3 separate regions of the Sus scrofa genome follow, and regions 1 and 2 are each linked to region 3. Evidence: chromatin contacts called from public HiChIP or PLAC-seq data. All regions are on one chromosome and are shown on one strand. The core of a region is the stretch at or near the end of the contact, and the rest is flanking DNA. Distances in the headings are between cores, read along the strand shown. Region 1 overlaps LOC110260973 (a long non-coding RNA gene). Region 2 has its middle 24 kb from the start of TPM1. Region 3 has its middle 24 kb from the start of MIR190A.

Evidence for each region. HiChIP or PLAC-seq counts read pairs in DNA pulled down with a chosen protein or histone mark.
Region 1: an H3K27ac HiChIP or PLAC-seq map of skeletal muscle shows a contact between it and region 3, with 5 times the contacts expected there. The contact joins two enhancer-like sites. A contact is called at or near these places in 2 of 47 Hi-C or Micro-C datasets (embryonic fibroblasts and fetal heart ventricle) and 1 of 2 datasets of contacts at active chromatin or transcription factors (skeletal muscle).
Region 2: a contact with region 3 is called in an H3K27ac HiChIP or PLAC-seq map of skeletal muscle. The contact joins two enhancer-like sites. A contact is called at or near these places in 2 of 47 Hi-C or Micro-C datasets (embryonic fibroblasts and skeletal muscle) and 1 of 2 datasets of contacts at active chromatin or transcription factors (skeletal muscle).

The regions. Positions count from the first base shown.
Region 1 is chr1:108,973,061-108,975,760 of Sscrofa11.1, reverse strand. The region is part of intron 3 of LOC110260973 (a long non-coding RNA gene); the gene reads left to right. Among named protein-coding and RNA genes, the nearest start is that of TPM1, 42 kb to the left of the region's middle. Within about 2 kb of position 1,325, at least 13 of the 83 cell types and tissues checked have an H3K27ac peak or open chromatin away from gene starts, as enhancers often do. A contact at or near this core is called in skeletal muscle, where this site is marked.
Region 2 is chr1:109,038,952-109,041,651 of Sscrofa11.1, reverse strand. No RefSeq gene overlaps it. Among named protein-coding and RNA genes, the nearest start is that of TPM1, 24 kb to the right of the region's middle. Within about 2 kb of position 1,396, at least 17 of the 83 cell types and tissues checked have an H3K27ac peak or open chromatin away from gene starts, as enhancers often do. A contact at or near this core is called in skeletal muscle, where this site is marked.
Region 3 is chr1:109,200,393-109,203,092 of Sscrofa11.1, reverse strand. No RefSeq gene overlaps it. Among named protein-coding and RNA genes, the nearest start is that of MIR190A, 24 kb to the left of the region's middle. Within about 2 kb of position 1,407, at least 12 of the 83 cell types and tissues checked have an H3K27ac peak or open chromatin away from gene starts, as enhancers often do. A contact at or near this core is called in skeletal muscle, where this site is marked.

The sequences.
Region 1 (2,700 bases), core at 76-2,575, 230 kb after region 3:
TGGAATTTTTTTTTAATTGAAGTATAGTTTATTTACAATGTTGTGTTGGTTTTTGGTGTCCTGTGAAATGATTCCGATATATATATATATACATATACATATACATATACATATGGTATATTGCATATATATTATATATATTCTTCTCATATTCTTTTCTGTTATGGTTTATTACAGGATATTGAGTATAGTTCCCTGTGCTATATAGTAGAACCTTGTTGTTTATTTTATATTTAGTAGTTTGTATCTGCTAATCCCAAACTCCTAATCTATACCCCCCACCACCATTGTCTTACTTTATAATAGCAGAGCCATAGGAAAGGCTTACAGTAACCAAAATAAAACGTTCCCTTTATTGCTTTTTTGCCTTGGGAATTTTATAAACCAGGCAAACTATTGCTTGTGGGCCATATTCAAGCCACTGCCTGTTTTTGTGCAGCCTAAGAGCTAAAAATGTCTTTTAATTTTTTTTTAATGGTTGGAAAAAACTCAAAAGAAAAATAATAGTTTATAACATATGAAAATTATATAGAAGTCTTGGTGCAGTGGAAACAAATCTGACTAGTACCCATGAGGTGGTGGGTTCGATCCCTGGCCTCACCCATTGGGTTAAGGATCTGGCGTTGCTGTGAGCTATGCTGTAGGTTGCAGATGTGGCTTGGATCCCAAGCTGCTGTGGCTGTGGTGTAGGCCTACAACTGTAGCTCCAATTCGACCCCTAGCCTGGGAACCTGCATATGCCATGAGTGCAGCCCTAAAAAGCAAAAAAAAAAAAAAAAAAAAAAAAATTATGTAAAATTCTAACACCAGTGTTTATAAATAAAGGTCTACTGAAACGCAGCCACATCCATTCAAGTGTTGTCTATAGCTCTTTGTGCTCTAACAATGGAGTGGAATGGCCATGACAGAGACTCTAGTTCCACAAAGCCTAAAATATTTACTGTTTAGTTCCTGTACAGAAAGTTTGTTGACTCCCTACTCTCAAGGGAGACTGTTTGTTCTCCTACACTGATCCTATCAGCTTGTTCCAGTATTTTTGCCAAAATTACTAGATATAATCTAATTCGAGTAAGGAAGTGACACTCATTTTAGAAGTCACAAAGATTCCAAGAAAGTTATGTGTACGTAGAGATCTTAAGAAAATCATGGTTTAACTATTTTGTATATTGTATTTAGTTATTTAGGTTTAGAGAAATGCAAATATTCTCTCTGTGAGGTTTGGAGCCGGCTTTGTCTGAAGCAGGCACTCCTTACCCGAGAGTCACAGCCTCTTTATCTCTTTTCACTGCTCCTCATTCTTGGGGCCCAGGCCATCAGCCCTGGTTCTCCCCTCCCCCCATACTTAGTCTCAGTCTCAGCTCACTGGATGTAGACAGCTTGAATTATGCTCCTAGCCAGAAAGAGATTTTTCTCAGGGCTGGAGGAGGAAGTGATTTACTCTAGGTATTCCCAGCAATATGCCTGGGTATCATCTGTCTGCAGCTAAAGGGTTTCCATTCTGCAAGGAGTAGGGGCAGGCAGGAATAGGTAAGGACAGAATTCCAGAACTGGTATTTCTCCCATTGTCCCCTAGCCCACCCTCAAGTTTATCAATAAGTGTGAGGTTGTCGTTTTGGCCCCCATGTCCCCACATGGACTCTCCACAAACTTACGGTTTTGCAGCTTGTCGGCTTAAAGGAATGTGAACTTGGGCCCAGTTGGCAGCACGGTGATTTTCAAGTTAGACATCCCCTCCCAGTTGGGAGAGTTGATGAAGGCTGATCCCAGTCTGAAAATTGTGATTTCCCCTGGCTGTCTCCTATTCTTAGTTTCCCTGGACTTGCCGTAGGGATTTTGTTGGTCTCAACAGCAGGAGTCTTGGAGCTCCATTTTTCCTTCTCACCTTAGTGCCCTAATTCATAGGCTGTGAGCCACATGGGAACCTTCTAGCCATGCTTTGGATTGCTGGTGAGCAATTTAAAAGTTCCTCCAGGAGTTCCCGTTGTGGCTCATCAGGTTAAGAACTCACAGTGTCCATGAGGATGCAGGCTCAATCTCTGGCCTTGTTCAGTGGGTTAAGGATGCCGTGTCACCACAGCTGCAGCGTAGGTCACAGATGCGGCTTGGATCCAGTGTTGCCCTGGCTGTGGTATAGGTCACAGCTACAGCTCTGATTTGACCTTCAGTCCAGGAACCTCCATATGTACAAGGGTTTTAAGGTGTTCTGTCAGGAACCAGGGGCAGAGACAAGTATATATATTTATTTTTATTTCATAAAGAGAGAACTAATTTTACAGATATGGAACTGAAGACCAGATGGTTGAAACAATTTGCCCAAGATCCTGTAGCTAAGGGGCAGCAGGGTTCACATTAAAATCTAGGGTCCCTGGCCTCTTACCCAGGGCATTTCCCATTACACCACACCGTCTTCCCTTAGCTAGTCCAGGTGGGGCGGCAGGCAGAACCACGAAGGCAGACTATTAATGGATGGAACTAAGTCATTAAAAAGAAGTGAGAGGAACTACTATATGCCAGAGGAAGCACCATCTTTGATGCAGCTATCAATATTTCTTTATATTACAGAAAGTATGAGAAAACAGCTTCAAGACACATATCCTAGACTCTGCTTTCAGACTGCCAACCCTAAGCTGCCACTGGTTCCTTGGACTTAGCTTAGGTTCTCTTATTTAGTACTCGCAATAACCACATGAACAGGTACTA
Region 2 (2,700 bases), core at 147-2,646, 160 kb after region 3:
GCCTAAAATACTTAACTATCTGGCCTTCTTCTTCTTTTCCTTTTTTTTTGGCTTTTTTTGGCTTTTTGGCCTTTTGGCTTTTTAGGTCCACAGCAGCAGCATATGGAGGTTCCCAGGCCAGGGGTCAAATCGGAGCTACAGCTGCTGGCCTACACCACAACCACAGCAACATAGGATCCAAGCCCACAGCTCATGGCAACATCAGATCCTTAACCCACTGAGCCAGGGTCAAACCCGCATCCTCATGGATACTAGTCAGATCCATTTCTGTTGTGCCACAATGGGAACTCCCCTATCTGGGCTTCTAAGGAAGTGTGCTTACTCCTGGCAGAAACAGTCAAAGCACTGCTGGGTAGCACAGCTGAGAGCCGCCAAGGCAGCCTGGGTTGTCTCTTCTCTGTTCCCAGCTCTACAGAGGTCAGAGAGGCACTGTGACTTCTCCCTTTGTCTCTCTCAAGATGAAGGACTTTCCATCAGGATGGATAGTAAAAATGTCAAGAGGACTCTCACCGGCCCTCACACATGAGCCAATCGATGTGTACCCCTCTACATTAATTATCTGTTGCTGTGTAGCAAATTACCCCAAAGCTTGGTGCCATATAACAGTAAACAATTATTATCTCTCACAGTTTCTGTGGGTGAGGAATCTAGGAGTGGATTAGGTTGGCGGTTCTGGTTTGGGTCTTTTATGATGTCAAGATGTTGGCTAGGGCTGCAGTCCACTGAAGGCCTGACTGCGGCTGGGAGATGTGATTTCAAGGTAGCTCCTTCGCATGTCACTGTTGGGCATTGATAGGTGGCTTCCATCCCTCCCCTACCCCTGTCCCAAGCAGGAACCACCTTTTTTTCTCCTCTCTCTTCTTGGAGCTGGGGAAGCTGTTCCATGCTGTTTTGCCTTTTCTAAGGGTTGCCCTTGAGCCTAGGGTGTTCATGAGATGTGATCTGCAAACCTCATCCCAGGCTGCTCAAAGAACTACACCCTCATATTAGTCTGGACAAGAGGCTGACCCTGCCCCCTCCAAACCCTGGCAATTGGTGGTGGCACCAGCGCTGGTTGTGTGGACCTGGCAGATAGATAAGCACCTGCAAGGGCAGGGAATCAGCCTAACGTAGAAAGACCCCTTGCTTGCTCTGAGCTTCCCTCCTTGACCATCTCGGTCAACTCTAGGGGCGCCTCCCGTGCCCTCTCAAGCAGTCATTTAACACTCAGGACATATATTTACTAACGGCTGAATAGCAATCATATCTCTTCCCGCTAGCGTGTAGACTGTGGAATGAAGAACCTTTTTACATGCTTCCTGTCCTCTGCACATCTGGCCCGGTGCCCAGAGATGAGTCAGAGCTTAATAATGTTTGTCGAGTGGCTGCCCCACTGATGGCATGGAACACAGGCTGTAGACCTTGCCTCCCAGGGCCCCACGTAGCAGATGCTGTGGTCAGGGGAGCAGTGCATAGCCGAGGTGCCTTTCAGGGCCAGGAAAGATAATTGAGTCAGTGGGCAGGAGTTCCCGTTGTGGCTCAGTGGTTAACAAATCCGACTAGGAACCATGAGGTTGCGGGTTTGGTCCCTGGTCTCGCTCAGTGGGTTAAGGATCCTGCGTTGCCGTGAGCTGTGGTGTAGGTTGCAGACGCAGCTCAGATCCAGCGTTGCTGTGGCTTTGGTGTAGGCCGGTGGCTACAGCTCCGATTCGACCCCTAGCCTGGGAACCTCCATATGCCGTGGGAGCGGCTCTAGAAAAGACAAAAAAAAAAAAAAAAAGAAAGAAAAAAAAGTCAGTGGGCAGAGAGGAACGAACCACCAGCCCACCACAGCCCATGCATTTTCTCCAGGCTGCAGAGGCAGGACCTGTCCTCTAGGCCACTCCCGAGCAGAGCTGAGCCCCAGGGTATCTGCTCACAAAGCTGGTGCTCTCTCCCTAGCAGGAGCCAGGGCTCAGGTTACACCCCCCGCTCAGGCTCCTGGGCTTTTGATGGAAGCTGCTTCAGGACAGGGCCGTCACTACCACCCTATTAGTGCAGGAAATATCTGCCAGAGGGCATCACCGTCCAGGAGGAGAATGACAGTTGAAGGTCTCCGTTTCATATGTTCCAAGTCTCTTAGCTTAGATGGGTTCCTTAATCCTTCTTCCCTCCTGGGCAGCTCAGGGACCTGAGGGCCTTCCACAGTGTGTCTCATTTAAGTTTAGAAATTGACCTAACATAACACCACCTTGCAAGAACCTTGCAAGTGTCTCAGTGCACACCACCTGGTGTGTCTGCAGGTCATTGCCATGAAACAGGACAAGGATGTGGTTCTGTTCAGATAAATAATGGAATATCTACAACTAATACTGTGCTAAACATTTCACAAACACTGTCACAACTAAGCCTCAGGATAACCATAGGAGGTAGGAAAGTCGCTATTCCCATTTTCAGAGGGATACCCTGAGGCTTAAGGGGGTTAAGAAATTTCCAGAGTCACCCAACTGGGAAGTGATGAGACCAGGTTTCAAATTCAGGAGTGTTTGGCTCCAAAGCACAAGCTCAGACCACTCACAGTCCTCTTCTGCCCACACACCCGTGTTACACCAGTCTCTGTGCTGTACAGGGAATCCAGGGACACTTAAGGTACTGCACTGACTCCCAAGTTTTCAACCCAGCCAGGGAAACAAATATGACTTTTTTTTTTTGGCCTTTTGTTGTTTTAGGGCTGTACCTGCC
Region 3 (2,700 bases), core at 158-2,657:
TGGATGGAAGTTAGGCAGAGGTAGAGAGAAGGACCTCGGAGCAAAGGGAGCCACATGACACATGGTGGAGGCTGGGACATGAGAATGGGCCTGCTGGGCAGTCGGGCACAGGGAGGGTGGGGCCAGCGGAAACCATAGGAGGGGGTGGCAAGTCCAAGTGTGTATGAGGGGGACAGTGTCCTGAGGGTCACTGAATGAGCACCTGGCTAAGGAGCTTTTAACATGCAGGTTACCAGGAGCCCAGCTTGGCTTTATTCTCACCTGGTGATTCCAAAATCCTGTTTGAGGGTGCGGGGGTGGGGGGGGGGGGCGGTTCTCTCAGACGGCAATTCTATCAAGTCTAAACTGCACTCAGAGAAATTCAACCGTGTTTTTACTTGAACACTCTGCACCCTCAGCAGGCCATGACTGCAGCAGCTTTGCTATGCTGCCTTAACGTCCCACACAAGAAGCTCTTAGGGCCCCAGAGCAGGAGTGCCTGGGGGGCTGGCACCTGGCGGGGACAAAAGCAGACGTCAGCACTTGTGGCTGGATCAGGAGCTTCCTGTCCGTTTGGGCCTTTCTCTCTGGAGATTTACTTTTAGAAACAAAAGCTTGGTTCAATTAAGGCTAGAACTGAATGTTGAAGAAGTGCTTTCTGGGCCTGAAGGCAGGCCGTGTTGCAACTGCGGCCTGGGTGTTGGGGCAGCCCAGAGGGAGAAGGGGCCTGAGCCAGGGCCCCAGTCCTATGGTTCCAGCAGCTTGATATTATAGGGCCCTTGTGGGGAAGCGGGAAAGGAGAGGCAGCCTGGACTCCGTGGGCATTAGGGAAGATGGGAAGAAACTAAAAGGCCCAGCCCTTCCCTTCAAAGATCTTAGACCTTCCTGAAGAATGCAGCCTCCTGCAAGGGAAAGTGAGAATAACACAAGTCACCCACAGGGGGCTGCGGGCTGGGAGGGTGCAGGGCATCAGGGCAGGAGCGCCCACGTGGGCTGGGTTCCCACAAAAGAGGCAGGCTGGGGTAGGCCCTCAGTAGATGGGAAGCAGCTGGGAGCACAGAACGCATCTGTGGCCTCTGCAGGTAGACAGAAAAGAAAGGGCAGAAAGAGGACCACAAAGCTGCCCGAAGCTAGAGGGACGAGTCAGACCCTTCAGGCTGGCTGCACTCTGCCTAAGCCCACGTTCTTCACGCCTGCCCTCCCTGCCTTCTGGTTCACCCTCAGCTCACCTGATGAATGGGGCACATTTTTCGGATACCATGGGCACTTTGGCGGCCCCCTTCTCAGGTGTGCATCCTGGAGGAGATGGCTGTGCTTGCCGAGGAGATGGCTCCTGACAAAGCACTTCTGCCACTTGGGCTGTTCCTGGGTTCCAGGGAGAAGAGCCCTTGGCACCCAATGTTGCTGTCCTTCCGGCTAGGTGTCCTGGCAGGTTGTGACCACAGGGGGCAGTGTGGTTCCATCGGACACTCATAGGGCACTCCTGTTTTCCTTGGGGGAAAGGGGGACATTTGTTGGGCAAATAAATATGAGAATACTAATATTAAAGGTAAACAACTAAATGCCTTATGCCTCTATGAGGTGTCTTAGGGTCTATAAGAAGCTCATATACATTGGATCTCTCAAAAAGGAGCATATAATATACAGTTTTGCCCCAATTTTTGGCCTTGGAGCACTTTCTTTTTCATTGCGATGTATTTTGAGAGACAAATGTTGCAAGCCTCATGCCTTGGGGAGCCCTGTTGTAAAATCCTACTGGAATTACTGTCTGTCTCCCCTGCCCTCTCAGCACACGTGGCCAGCCCTCTGTCTCGTATGACAAGGTAATATTTCGTCTGTGCAGCAGCCTCATCTAGGTCATAGGCAGGGATCACATCTTGTCACATGCAGCTTCCCCAGCACCTAAAACCGAGCTGTGGAGATATGAGAAATGTAATGAAGACAGATTGCCTAGGTGATAAACGTTGGACCGTGCAGTTGGCAACCAGTGTTTATGACCTGGGGATCAGCTGTTTTGGACTCTGGCTGATTTGAACTTTAAGAGGCCAAAAAAAAAAAAGTGTGCAAACAGTTACCCACAGCTGCCCCTTCCTTCCCCACCCACTCCTATGGCCCCACAAGGCAACACTATTGCTACAATAGCTTCTCTGAAAGTTGCTCGCTTAGGATTCCCTTCCTGGGACAGCTGCAAGGAAACACAGCTTGATCCTATATATCCTGAAACCTCCTGACAACACTCAGCATTGTTCAGCAAAATCCCAAAAATGGGCTCCAGCCAGTCAGAGGTTGTTAATGAAATACTGAAAGGACCTCAGATGCTGTGAGCTATAAAATGGTGCTCATGGTCCAAATCCTAGTGGAATGTGAAGGCCATCTGGAAGAAAAGGAAGGCCAGAGTTTCCTCCTGCAGCTAAAGGGCATCTGAAATCTGATTCTCCAAACATTTTCCTCCACTTTTCTCGCCTCATAAGGCAGCACAGTGAACAGACACAGGGCGGGGGTGGGGGGAACATGACTTTGGACTTCAGATGGACATGGCTTTGAGCAAGTCACTTCCTTCCAAATCTTGGGGTGGGGGTGAGGAGGGGTCTGGACTAAACTCTGTACTTCACCCTCCCACCATCTACTTCCCCTGCCCCTGTGGAGCCGCAGCAATACTTTGGGAGCGTCGAACTCAAGTCTGGGGCAGGCCCAATGGGTCCCAGGACAACACCATTCCTC